Regions from separate parts of the Sus scrofa genome. Here region 2 is linked to region 1. A link is a contact called in public HiChIP or PLAC-seq data. All regions are on one chromosome and are shown on one strand. The core of a region is the stretch at or near the end of the contact, and the rest is flanking DNA. Distances in the headings are between cores, read along the strand shown. Region 1 overlaps SRGAP1 (SLIT-ROBO Rho GTPase-activating protein 1). Region 2 overlaps SRGAP1 (SLIT-ROBO Rho GTPase-activating protein 1).

Region 1 (5,048 bases), core at 2,200-4,699:
TCAACAAGGCAGCTAACCTTGCTTGAAGAGTACTAAGATTGTTTTTCGATGTTGCATTTTAGCTTTCTCTTGTTATTGGGCTATTTAGTGCAATACTTAGGTTTTGTTTTAGTTTACTTCACATTTCAAGTTCTTTTTCCTTTTATCTCTTTGTGAGAAGCAGCCATCATGAAATGATTTAGGTATTTGAAATGTAAATAATGTGTGTATAATCGAGTAAAAGTATAGTTACAATCAGTTTAGTCAAAGGGGAAAACAGAAAGATGGCATACACTGCAATTTGAATTAAAATGAATCTTGAAATACTCCAAGCCAAGAGCTTGTTAAGTAAGTAACATGAGAAGAATCACCAGGTTGGGTATTTTTATTGACAGTGTTCAGTTTCTTCCAGAACAGATTAGTATTTTTGAAAAAGAAGGAAGGGTAGGCAGGGTGCACTGCCGTATAATTAATTTATTTTCAGGGAACCAAGAAACATAAAAATAAAAATGGTATTCCTCATGGGCTGCCAAATATTATAATCCAAATCAAAGATATTTCCAGAGGAACCAAAAGAATGGGTTATTCTGTTTGTATGGAATATTGTGCAATAAGAAAAAATTATGAGCAGATTGCATTCATGAAGAACTAAACTATGTGTGAAGGAAAAACAGCTAATAAAGAGGAGATGAGAGAGAGTGAAAGCAGCCATCCACATTTTGAAGCTTTTTAGCCAGGGACACTGAGTGATCCTAGCAACCATCTCCAAGGAGACCTGTGGAAATGTGAAAAACGCTGAGGTCACACAGGCGTGCAGAGAGATTCCATATTGATGAACAACTTCTAGATGTATCTTTCTCTCTTCACCTTCAATGCCCCCGGTCTTTTAAATAGCATTTATTTGAAGGATAAAGGAAAACCGAATGTGATTTGCCCTGCCGAGAAAAAGTAACTCTCAGAACAGAAACTCTGCTCAAAACATTGTGAGCAGCTTTTCACTAAGCTTCAAAAGCTATTCAGAAACTTGGATATTAATGAAGTGAGGAGTCCCAGGGATTAAAGGCAAGCCTTGATCGTAGGTGGTAGCGGTGGTTATTGTTGCATTGAAAAAGATGCAAGTTTCAATTCTAGGGCTGGAAGCAAAGCTCCCGGAAAGGGGTCCCTTGTAAGTCCTTCATTACTAAGCAGGCAGCTCCCCGCCCGAGCTCCTCCCTTTTCTGATCCTTCCATCCCACTGATCCTACAAGGGCATTATTTAGGTGGATGGAGAGAAATGATGTGCTGTTCACCAGTAGCAATGGTTTTCCTTGGTTCATTCAGTCCATAGACATTTATTGCTTGTCTGCAGCAGCCCAGCTGGCTCTATATCAGACACTGGAAAAGCACATGTCACCCGTGGTCTCAAGATGCTAGAAGTTCAAAGGGGAAATGAGCAAAATAAAATAAAAATGAAACCAGTAATTACATGTTCTAGGAAACGTGTACCAGGTGTTATTAGCAGAGATGGACTGGAGGAGGAAGACAAGGGATGTTTGAGTCAGGAAGAAATTCCAAGAGGAAGTTTTTGGCTGTGTTAAAAGCCAGGGAGAATAAGGTACCCAGGACGAGGTAAAGGTCGCAGGGTGTAAGGTAAGCCTGGGAATTGCTTGCGGGCCTATAGACTTAATGAGAAGTTTGGTATTCCTTTATTTTAAATTAAGTATGCACCCCTCCTCATTTATTTCTGCTTGGTTAATTCTGCAGAAATAGCATTTGTGGTTGGAGAGGCAGATGCCCCCACTTGATCAAAACGAGGAGGCCAGACTATTAGGAACTGTTGTCTCTTACTGCTGGGGACCATTTGGGATTTCTCCTCTGGGTCTCACCTTGCTCTGCAAGGTCAGTTTGCATATAGATATCATGCGTTGACTTTCTGATCTCACGATGGAATTTAGTCATATTACAAACTTTATGCCTATGCCATGGAGTAGTTATGCAGATTAAAGCTAAAACTCTTAGAATAAATACTGCTTGATGGATAGTAAGCACTGGATAAAGGCTTGTTATTGTTTAGGGTCATTATTATTATTAATTGGGGGTTCTCCCAGGCCGCTGGAACCCCTGAAGTGTGCTCCACATTTGTAGCCCGAACAGAGCGAAAGCAAGTCTCCCCAAGGGCCTAGAGCTCTCCACCAGGGCTTTGTTCCTCTAAGGGAAAGGATGCCCTGGTCTTGGGCTGAGGTCCAGATGGAACACGTAGGTCAGTTCACTGAAAGGTGCATTTTAATTGTGTGTGTGCCGGGAGCACCATGAGCCAGCTGTGCTGCAGATTGTGATGCTTTGGAGGGAGCGGTGTTGATAGCATTTTTTACATGGGATTCATAGCAATAGAAGCCTTGTTGTTTTTATTTTACTACTATAAAATAAGACATCATTTAGGATGTGAAGGACAGATTTTGCTTTTTTGTGTTTTCATACAGTTTCTGTTTTTGTTTTGTTTTGTTTTTTATGGCCGGTACGTGGAAGTTCCTGGCCCAGGGGTTAAACCCGAGCCACAGCTGTGACTTATTGCAGCTGCGGCAATGCTGGATCCTTTAACCCACTGTGTTGGGCTGGTGTCTCCGCAGTGACCCGAGCTGCTGCAGTCGGATTCTTAACCCACTGTACCACAGCAGGAACTTCTGGTTTGGTTTTTATTTTTTAAATTTTATTTATTTATTTATTTTTTGCTTTTTCTAGGGCCACACCTGCAGCATATAGGAGTTCCCAGGCAGCTGTAGCTCCAATCGCAGCTGTAGCCTCCGGCCTATACCACAGCCACAGCAACGAGAGATCTGAGCCATGTCTGCAACCTACACCACAGCTCACGGCAATGCTAGATTCTCAACCTACTGAGCGAGGCCAGGGATAGAACCCACAACCTCATGGTTCCTAGTCAGATTCATCAACCACTGAGCTACAACGAGAACTCCCTGGTTTTGTTTTTAAAGGATGTATGACAGATGATAATAGAGCATATTGGGTTAAATTAGCCTGCTCAGGTCCAAAGTTGAAAACAATTTCCAATATGCCTGCCTTCCGGAATTCTTGTACATACCAACTTCCCAGACTAGTTGTAGAGAATGAGCCAGATGATATGTCTGAGGTGTTTAGCCTGGAGAAAGCCCTCTATAACTGAAAGGTGCTATTTTTACTTTTCTCATCTGGCTGATCTCCTGAGCCAGTAGTAGCTAGGGCACATGCAAGATTATGTTGTGCTGTCCTCACTGGGAGTTTGGTGGTTACAAGATTTCCCTAAGATATCTCTTCAGTTAGACCAAACACAGAAATAACTAGAGGATTCCACATGGGTCCATGGTTTAAAATTGGGTGGGGAGGCAATTGGTCATACAAAAACTGCCTAAAGAATTCAAATTGCCTACAGCCACCGAGATGGACATCTATTATGCGGAAATTACGTTGTATTGCATCATCATCATTTCTGCTGGACAGAGTGCTACGGTCTCACTTTAGTCATCAGAACCACCCCCATTACTACCCTGTTTTATACGTGAGGAACCTGAAACCCAGTGAAGTTAAGGAACTCATTCAAGGTCACCCAGCTAAGACGGACCAGAGCTTGGATTGGAGCCCAATCATGTCTGACTGCAGAGTCCATACACGAGACCTTTTATGCTCTATTGCTTTGCTCGTGTGATCGGGGCCATTCATTCATACATTTACCCATTTATTCCTTAATTATCTATAGTGTATGCCAACTACTCATCTCGGCCTTAGTGATTTTGTGATGGACAAAAATGTCCACAGTTAGGGAGCTTACATTCTAGTGTGAGGGACTTAATATAAGAAAAGAAATGTGTGTGGTATGTGTGTATATGCACATATATGCCTTTGGGAAGGATGTGCGCTATGAAGGAAAGTAAAAGACAGAGAAGGGGTGCAGTGGCCATCTTACATAATCAGGAAAAAAGAAACTAAAAAGTTACCTAAAATAGTAACTTTTCCCCTTGTTTTGGTGCAGCCGTTACTGTGCATTTTAATTTGTATTGCCTAATATTTAATATATACATACTAACATATTTGTAAGTTATGATGCATAACAGTGTAACACCTGGGGACCTACCAGCCTAAGAACGAAGCATTAGCAGTTCTGTTTCATCTTCTGGTTTTGTCCTCACCCATCTGCCTGCTTCTCTTGAAGTGACCACCTCTTAAATTTTTTTTTTAATTTTTCTTGCCTCTAAAATAATAATAATAATGCTTATCACTTACAGACATATTCACAAGTACTATATTGTTTCATTTTGCTTGCTCATTTTGCGTTGCATGTAACTGCAGTTCATTCATTTTAACAGCTGAATTATGGTTGTTGGGTGAATGTGTAAAACCAATTGATTCATTGCCCTGTTGATGGATATTTGGATTGTTTCCAGCCTTGTGCTCTTTGAACAGTGCTGCTAAACATTCTTGTATGTGCCTCTTACTGCACATGTATGGCAGTTTCTCCATGACATTCCTGGGACTTCACATCATAAGACCAAATTGTCTTCCAAAGGGGTGGTACCAGTTTACATTCCCACGCAGAAGTGGTTTAGATTTAACAGTTGATCCACTTGGCTTTAGGAGACATCTTATATTTTGGCAAGTCTGTTGTGGTCTTTATTGGCATTTCCTTAATAAGTAATGAGATTGACCCTCCAAGGAGGTGATGTGAGGGCAAGAACGTGAAGGAAGTGAAGGAGCAACCTGTACAAAGTAATGTTCATTCCAAGGCAGTGTTTCAGAGGCAAAGTCTATCTTGAAGTGTCCAAGGAGCAGCAAAATAGAGCTTGCTTGCTTGTTTGTTTGTTTTTGGCCACACTCAAGGCATACAGAAGTTCCCAGGCCATGGATCAAACCCGAGCTACAGCAGTGAGAACACTGAGTCCTTAACCATTAGGCCACCAGGGAACTCCAAGAGAGAGGTTTGTTTTGTTTTGTTTGTTTTTTGTCTGCTTTGTTTTTCTTTTTACCACCACACCTGTGGCGTATGGGCAGTTCCCAGGCTGGAGGTCAAATTGGAGCTACAGCTTCAGGCCTACGCCACAGCA
Region 2 (5,785 bases), core at 1,133-3,632, 190 kb after region 1:
ACAGCAGATGGAGTTCCTAGGCCAGGGATCAGATCTCAGCCACAGTCAGGACCTAAACCACAGCTGTGGCAACGCAGGATCCTTAACCGACTGTTAAGTGAGCCGGGGATCAAACCTGCGACCCAGTGCTCCCGAGACACCAACCATCCCATCGTGCCACAGTGGGAACTCCAGGTTTTGTGAAATATTTACTTTGAATTTTTTTGTCTATATGTTGTCTTCATGGTCTCCACCATAAATGCGTAAGTTCTTATAAACTCTGCATCTTAAAATAAGGGACAAAAGATTGCCAAATGCATTGCACTGATTCCATTCGATTCGCTTACTTTAATTTTTTTTCCCTACAGGTCACAAAGCTGAATATATGACTACAAGGTAGGAAAATAGTTCTTCATAACTCATATTGTGTCTTACTCTCTTTTTAATGAGAAGCAACTATTTAAATGCTGCAAGAATGAACATATTTTGTTAATGAACACAGAAGATAGTTCAGCTTGGCAAAACAGTAACATGAAGTGTTTGGGCTTCTCACAAAAGCAAATTTGCTCTGGCAGATAGAAGAGTTTCCCAATGGAATTGTAAAGCTCTTTAATGAGCAGCCACAGTTTGCGGAAAAAAAAAAAAAAAATGGATAGGTTTGGTTTATCTAATCCAAAACACTTTTAAGTTTCTAGAAAGAGTCTGATAAGATTTTTGATAATTTAATTAACAAGCAATATTACATGCATATCTACTGTATCTGACTGGTTACTTCTTGCTCCTGCTTTCCCATATCTCATATACAAACTAGAGCTATGGTGAGTATTCTTCAGACTTTAGCTTTGCACCTGTTTGGTTTACTTTAAAAATTTAACTTTTAGTTCCTAGAACCATATTGCGTTTTCTTTTTTGTTGTCTTTTTTTTCCACTTTTTTTAATTCTTAGAAGGATTTTGAAGCTACTGCTGAGAAGGAAAAGCCTTTTTGGAACCAGATTCTGGTTTAGGTTGGGGAAAGTTTGTGACAACTTTTATTTTTCTATGTCAACATTTGTGCCACAGCCAGAAATTATTCTAATTGACAGCAAGATTTTCCATTTTTAAAGTGGAGTTCTTTTTGAGATTCTAGGCATTTATAACACTGGTGTTTCTGTTGCAATAATTGGCAAGTTGATTTTTAAGGTTCTATAATGTTCCTAAATAAATTGAAAAGAAGCCCCTCTTACTTCTTGGTGAACCAGCTAGAAAGACTGCAGCTACTGACTTGTCTAAACTTTGCAAAAATCCTGGGGTTTTTCTTCCCTATGTTAGTAACAAAGAGGGAATTACTCCTGAATAGTAATTATGTAGCTTTTTTTTCACATATAGCGTCCCTTTGCACTGTCAATTATTTTACCTGTTATTTCTAAATTATGATTAATGTCAGGCATTTTTTAAAGATTTTTATTTTAAAACGGAGTGCAAATATATACATTTGCAGTGAGAGCTATAGTTGCCAGACAGATTTGATATTCACATTACCCTGACTGGTACTTCCTCTCATCCATACTGGCATTCTACATAGGAAGCCACATTATCCCGAAGTGTGTAGCAGGCATGCAACCACAACGAGTTGTACAGTTCGAATGTTGAGGGAATGTTGAGTCTGTGCACCTGATGTGTACGTGGTAGAGCCGGAACCATCCGCACGCCAGTCTGCCTGCCAAGTCCCCCTGCCATGGGAAGTCCTTTAATAAGCAGTTTGTTGGTTTGTTTATTGGCTGCCCCATGGCATATGGAGGTCCCAGGCCAGGAAGCAGATCCAAGCTGCAGTTGCGACCTACATGCAGCTGCCCAATGCTGGATCCTTAAACCGATTGTGCCAGGCCAGGGATCGAACCTATGTCATGGTGCTGCCGAGACACCATAGTGGGAACTCCTCAGGCAGTTTATTTTCATCTGTAATCCCTCTCACAGCTTTAGAATCTTCACATTTCCCTTATCGTTGATGTGTGTCAGAAGAGGCAATTTTCAGGCTTTTTTGGAAGAAGACTCAAAAGACATACCTTCATTAGCCCCAGCCAGGAGTTACTCTGCATCTCTCAGCAATGCAGAAATAATTATCAGGTGCCATTCAGGGCTTTGGCTCCAGCTGCAAGATTTACTTGTCCCACGAATCAGTAACCAAACCAAACAAGCCTGTATTCCTATTCCCTCAGCTTTATCAGCTGCTCCAGTTAGCGTCCAATGTGAAGTTCTTTTGGACCTCATAGGAATAACCACATTTTCTAGTTTCTATATTTGATGCCTCACTATCTTGGGGCCTTGCTAACCCAGGAGGGACTGCCTCTTGGAGGGTTAGTCACTACCTAGAGATAGTAAAGGGTTGTTTACAAGTGCGCCTTTTGTATACAGAGCAACTCATCCTGAGCCCATCCTCTTAACCACTTCCTTTATCAAGTCTTCACACTCAGGCCACTGTTCCCCTTCCCCAGCCACACAAAGGCCAGGTTCCAGATAGCTAGGGATGGCTTCCACGCCCCAGAGCTCACCAGAATTACTCAAAGTAGCCAATCCTCAATCTACTCTGCCTTGCCTGTTCCTTCCCATGGGAACCACAAAAAAGGCTCTTGCCCACCTTTTCCCTCGCTCCTCACTGCCTCTGCCTACTGGCTGGTGACCCTGGTGCCTCCCCATGTGGCCCTCCGTGTAGTGGCATTCCCTCTCCTCATGGGAACTGTAAATAACAAATGATCTTTTCAGTGATGGTTGTCTTCTGCTGGCCTCACCATACCTGAAGAAAAATAAGGTCTCTATTTTAAAACAGTTATAAAATAATGAAAAGAGTGGCTGAAATCAAGCACGTGTCCTTGGTGGGCTGTTGTTTTGTTTGTTCATACCCACCAGATCCTTTCCTCTGTGAGTGGCACAGAATTCAGTGTATAAAAGCAATTTCAGAAATGTCAGCCGTGGCAGATAATGACTTGCTGCTTGGTGGAATTTTCCATATTTGCTTCTCGACACTTGCAAAGGCTCCTTTTAACCTCTCAAGCACTGTGGCGCCTCAGGTGTTGCTTGCTGTACACCCCATTGGTCGTGTGAGCCCACCCGCCAGGAGAATCTCAGAATTTGCTAGCAAGGGCTATATCAGCAAGTTTGTTCCCCTCCCTCTCTTGATTGCTTGTAGTAATATCTTATGAAGTTAGCCAGGTATCCATGTAAACTCTTGGGCTGTTGTTTCTAAACTGGTCTTTCTGAACTTTAATGAACTGAAAAAGGCAATTCTTCCCAGAGAGGCGGCAGCTGAATACGAGATTTTACCTGATTTCCAAGTGCGGTGTACTCCCTCCTACCAGCCTTCTAATTAAGGAGTTTACATTGGAACGTCCAGAGAGAGGTCTTGGGACTCTCCTTCCATGTACTCCTTTCAGCACAGTTGTAGAAGTTGAGTCACATAATCCTGGCCCTCTTTGCTCTAAAGGGAAAGGATGGAAGGGGCTCCCCTTCTCCGGTTACAGAGCAAGATGATGCAAGGTTTCAAATATAGTACATGGTACATTGGACATGCATATGCTAGAGAGACTGACATCCATCAGAGCAGACTGGAGATGCAGAGGCTCCAGCACAGAGTAAACAGGTACATCGCAAAGGTCTACACGGGTGCTCTACAAATAGTTAGGTGAGGCGATGAGCTAGTTTGTTTTAAAGAAATGACGACTCATGTGAGCCTGGACCCAGTGCCTTCAGAAATACCCTTGAAACAAAACTGTTTTTCATGTGTGACCCATGAAGAGTTGCTTTTGCATAAAATAAAATTCCGTAAATACCTGAAGGATATTGGGCAGATGTGATGTTATTTGCATTGAAGAATTATGTTGTACCTAAAAATATTATATTCAGTTTCTCCAACTGAGATCTGTCAGAGCCCTAGTTTTTACGGTCTGTCGTGTCTTCTGTGTGACTTGTAAGCTGAATAACACAAACCTTGGTTTGTAAGTCTTGGCCAAACAGCTCGCAATTCCATTGGGCAACGCTTACCGTTTTTAAAACAAACTGGCAAGCAAATGTCAGCTACGACATGCAAGAAAAGAGCAGCCTTATTGAAAAGCTGGTTTGGGTTTTGACACATAAGTAGAAGGAAATCAACGGAAAAGGGGAAGTACTGGTTTCCTCCACGGGTGGGGGTGGGGAGGGAACCCAAGAATTCCTGTGTTTGGTAGTTTTTTTGTGACCTATGGGTGTTTCATTGATTGTTTGATTTCTGCCATGCTCAGTAATTATATTCCCTCCCTTAGGCCTCCAAATGTTCCCCCTAAGCCCCAGAAACACAGGAAGTCCAGACCCCGCTCACAGTATAATGCTAAGTTGTTTAATGGGGATTTGGAAACATTCATCAAGGTACTGGCACCAGCCATCTGGGTGGCTGATCTCCACGCTTCTTACTATAATGGTCTCAGCCTCTCATAAAAGGAGGCAGGTCATTATGTCCAAGTCTGTCCTGGGGCTCTTCGCTTTCCCAGAAAATCAATATAATATTTCCTGAAGTCAGAGAGGAAAGAATATTTGGTTTGAGTGCCTTCAGAAGAGGGAATAAATGTGGGCATTATTATACCAGCGAAAGAGAAAGCCCTCTTTCTTTAAAAAAAAAAAAAAAAAAGCCACAATTTGTGCAAAAAAGGAAAAGAGCTACCTGATAAAATGTTTTGTTTCTCTTCATGCCAAGGAGATGGCACAAAGTATGCCTTTCAAGTCTGTTGTCAGGCTAGCTCTGAAGCACCATAAGTTTAGATTTCTCGTGACTTGAGGAATTCATTATATTGGATAAATTGTAAGACCCTGTGGTCTGTATCTTGTATCTCTGCTGTGTTTACTCTGTCTCCTTTTTCATCCTGTATTTCTGACAATGCTTCTAGCCGAGGACGAAGGAATTCCCACGCGAGACACCAGGTAAAAGTGCTCAAGGGAAGTGAGTGCATAGCCTCTCTCACCTTCGATCCCATTTTCAAATCACAGTCATGCTTGGCTTTAATTAGATGTTTGAAGGTCATTAAAAGAAAAGTGTTTGCACTTGGAAATTAGACAGGTTTATAAATAGGCTTTCCTTAGAAAAGAGTTATAGAAAGCAAACAGTGATTAAAGAGGAGTAGTCCTTTAGCAAAGCTGGATAAACTCTTAGTTTTTACATTGTATACTTGGCAGACATACCAAATTTGGGTCAGGGGCTTTTAGTAAGAAAAGTCAACGTTAAATACCAAATGCATATTTAATACTGAATTTTGGACCCTCTTCTACAAAAAAGAGAAGAACTTGCTCTCTCATAGCTAACATTTCGTGGCATGGGATGCAGTGTTTCCGAAGACTAAATTTATGTAGGAAAACACATACCTTAGTGCTATGTTATAGATGTCTTACTTTTTTTAAAGACATCTTTTATTGAGTATGTGCACGAATGGTTAAAAAAATGTATTGCGTGCAAGCATGTGTATACACACACACATGAATACATGCATACGTACATATGTACATACATAGATTAAAGGCCTCTGGCAACCTTAAAAGTGAGCCGTAACCCTGGAATTGGGTGAAAAGCCACTGGATAAACTAAAGAGCAATCACGAATCCATTGCCATTAGCCTTAAACCCAGAAGAGCCTTATTGGCTCTAATTTAATATAAAATTATTGTCAAATTTGATTATCTAGTTTCCCAGCCCAGGGCTTACAAGCAGGGGCCAATTAGATGGAGCGAAGGGAAGGATGAAATGAAAGCATTGAGCTGTACAGCTGATGGCCTGGCAGGGAAAGAGAATATGGAAGAGCTCAAAGAAGCA

The links. HiChIP or PLAC-seq counts read pairs in DNA pulled down with a chosen protein or histone mark.
Region 2: an H3K27ac HiChIP or PLAC-seq map of alveolar macrophages shows a contact between it and region 1. The contact joins two enhancer-like sites. A contact is called at or near these places in 1 of 47 Hi-C or Micro-C datasets (embryonic fibroblasts) and 1 of 2 datasets of contacts at active chromatin or transcription factors (alveolar macrophages).

The regions. Positions count from the first base shown.
Region 1 is chr5:28,367,007-28,372,054 of Sscrofa11.1, forward strand. All of the region lies in intron 1 of SRGAP1 (SLIT-ROBO Rho GTPase-activating protein 1), which reads left to right. Among named protein-coding and RNA genes, the nearest start is that of SRGAP1, 69 kb to the left of the region's middle. Within about 2 kb of position 3,450, at least 7 of the 83 cell types and tissues checked have an H3K27ac peak or open chromatin away from gene starts, as enhancers often do. A contact at or near this core is called in alveolar macrophages, where this site is marked.
Region 2 is chr5:28,553,374-28,559,158 of Sscrofa11.1, forward strand. It overlaps SRGAP1 (SLIT-ROBO Rho GTPase-activating protein 1), which reads left to right. Exons shown (of 22, transcript XM_021091938.1): 11 at 348-375; 12 at 4,252-4,354. Among named protein-coding and RNA genes, the nearest start is that of XPOT, 120 kb to the right of the region's middle. Within about 2 kb of position 2,383, at least 3 of the 83 cell types and tissues checked have an H3K27ac peak or open chromatin away from gene starts, as enhancers often do. A contact at or near this core is called in alveolar macrophages, where this site is marked.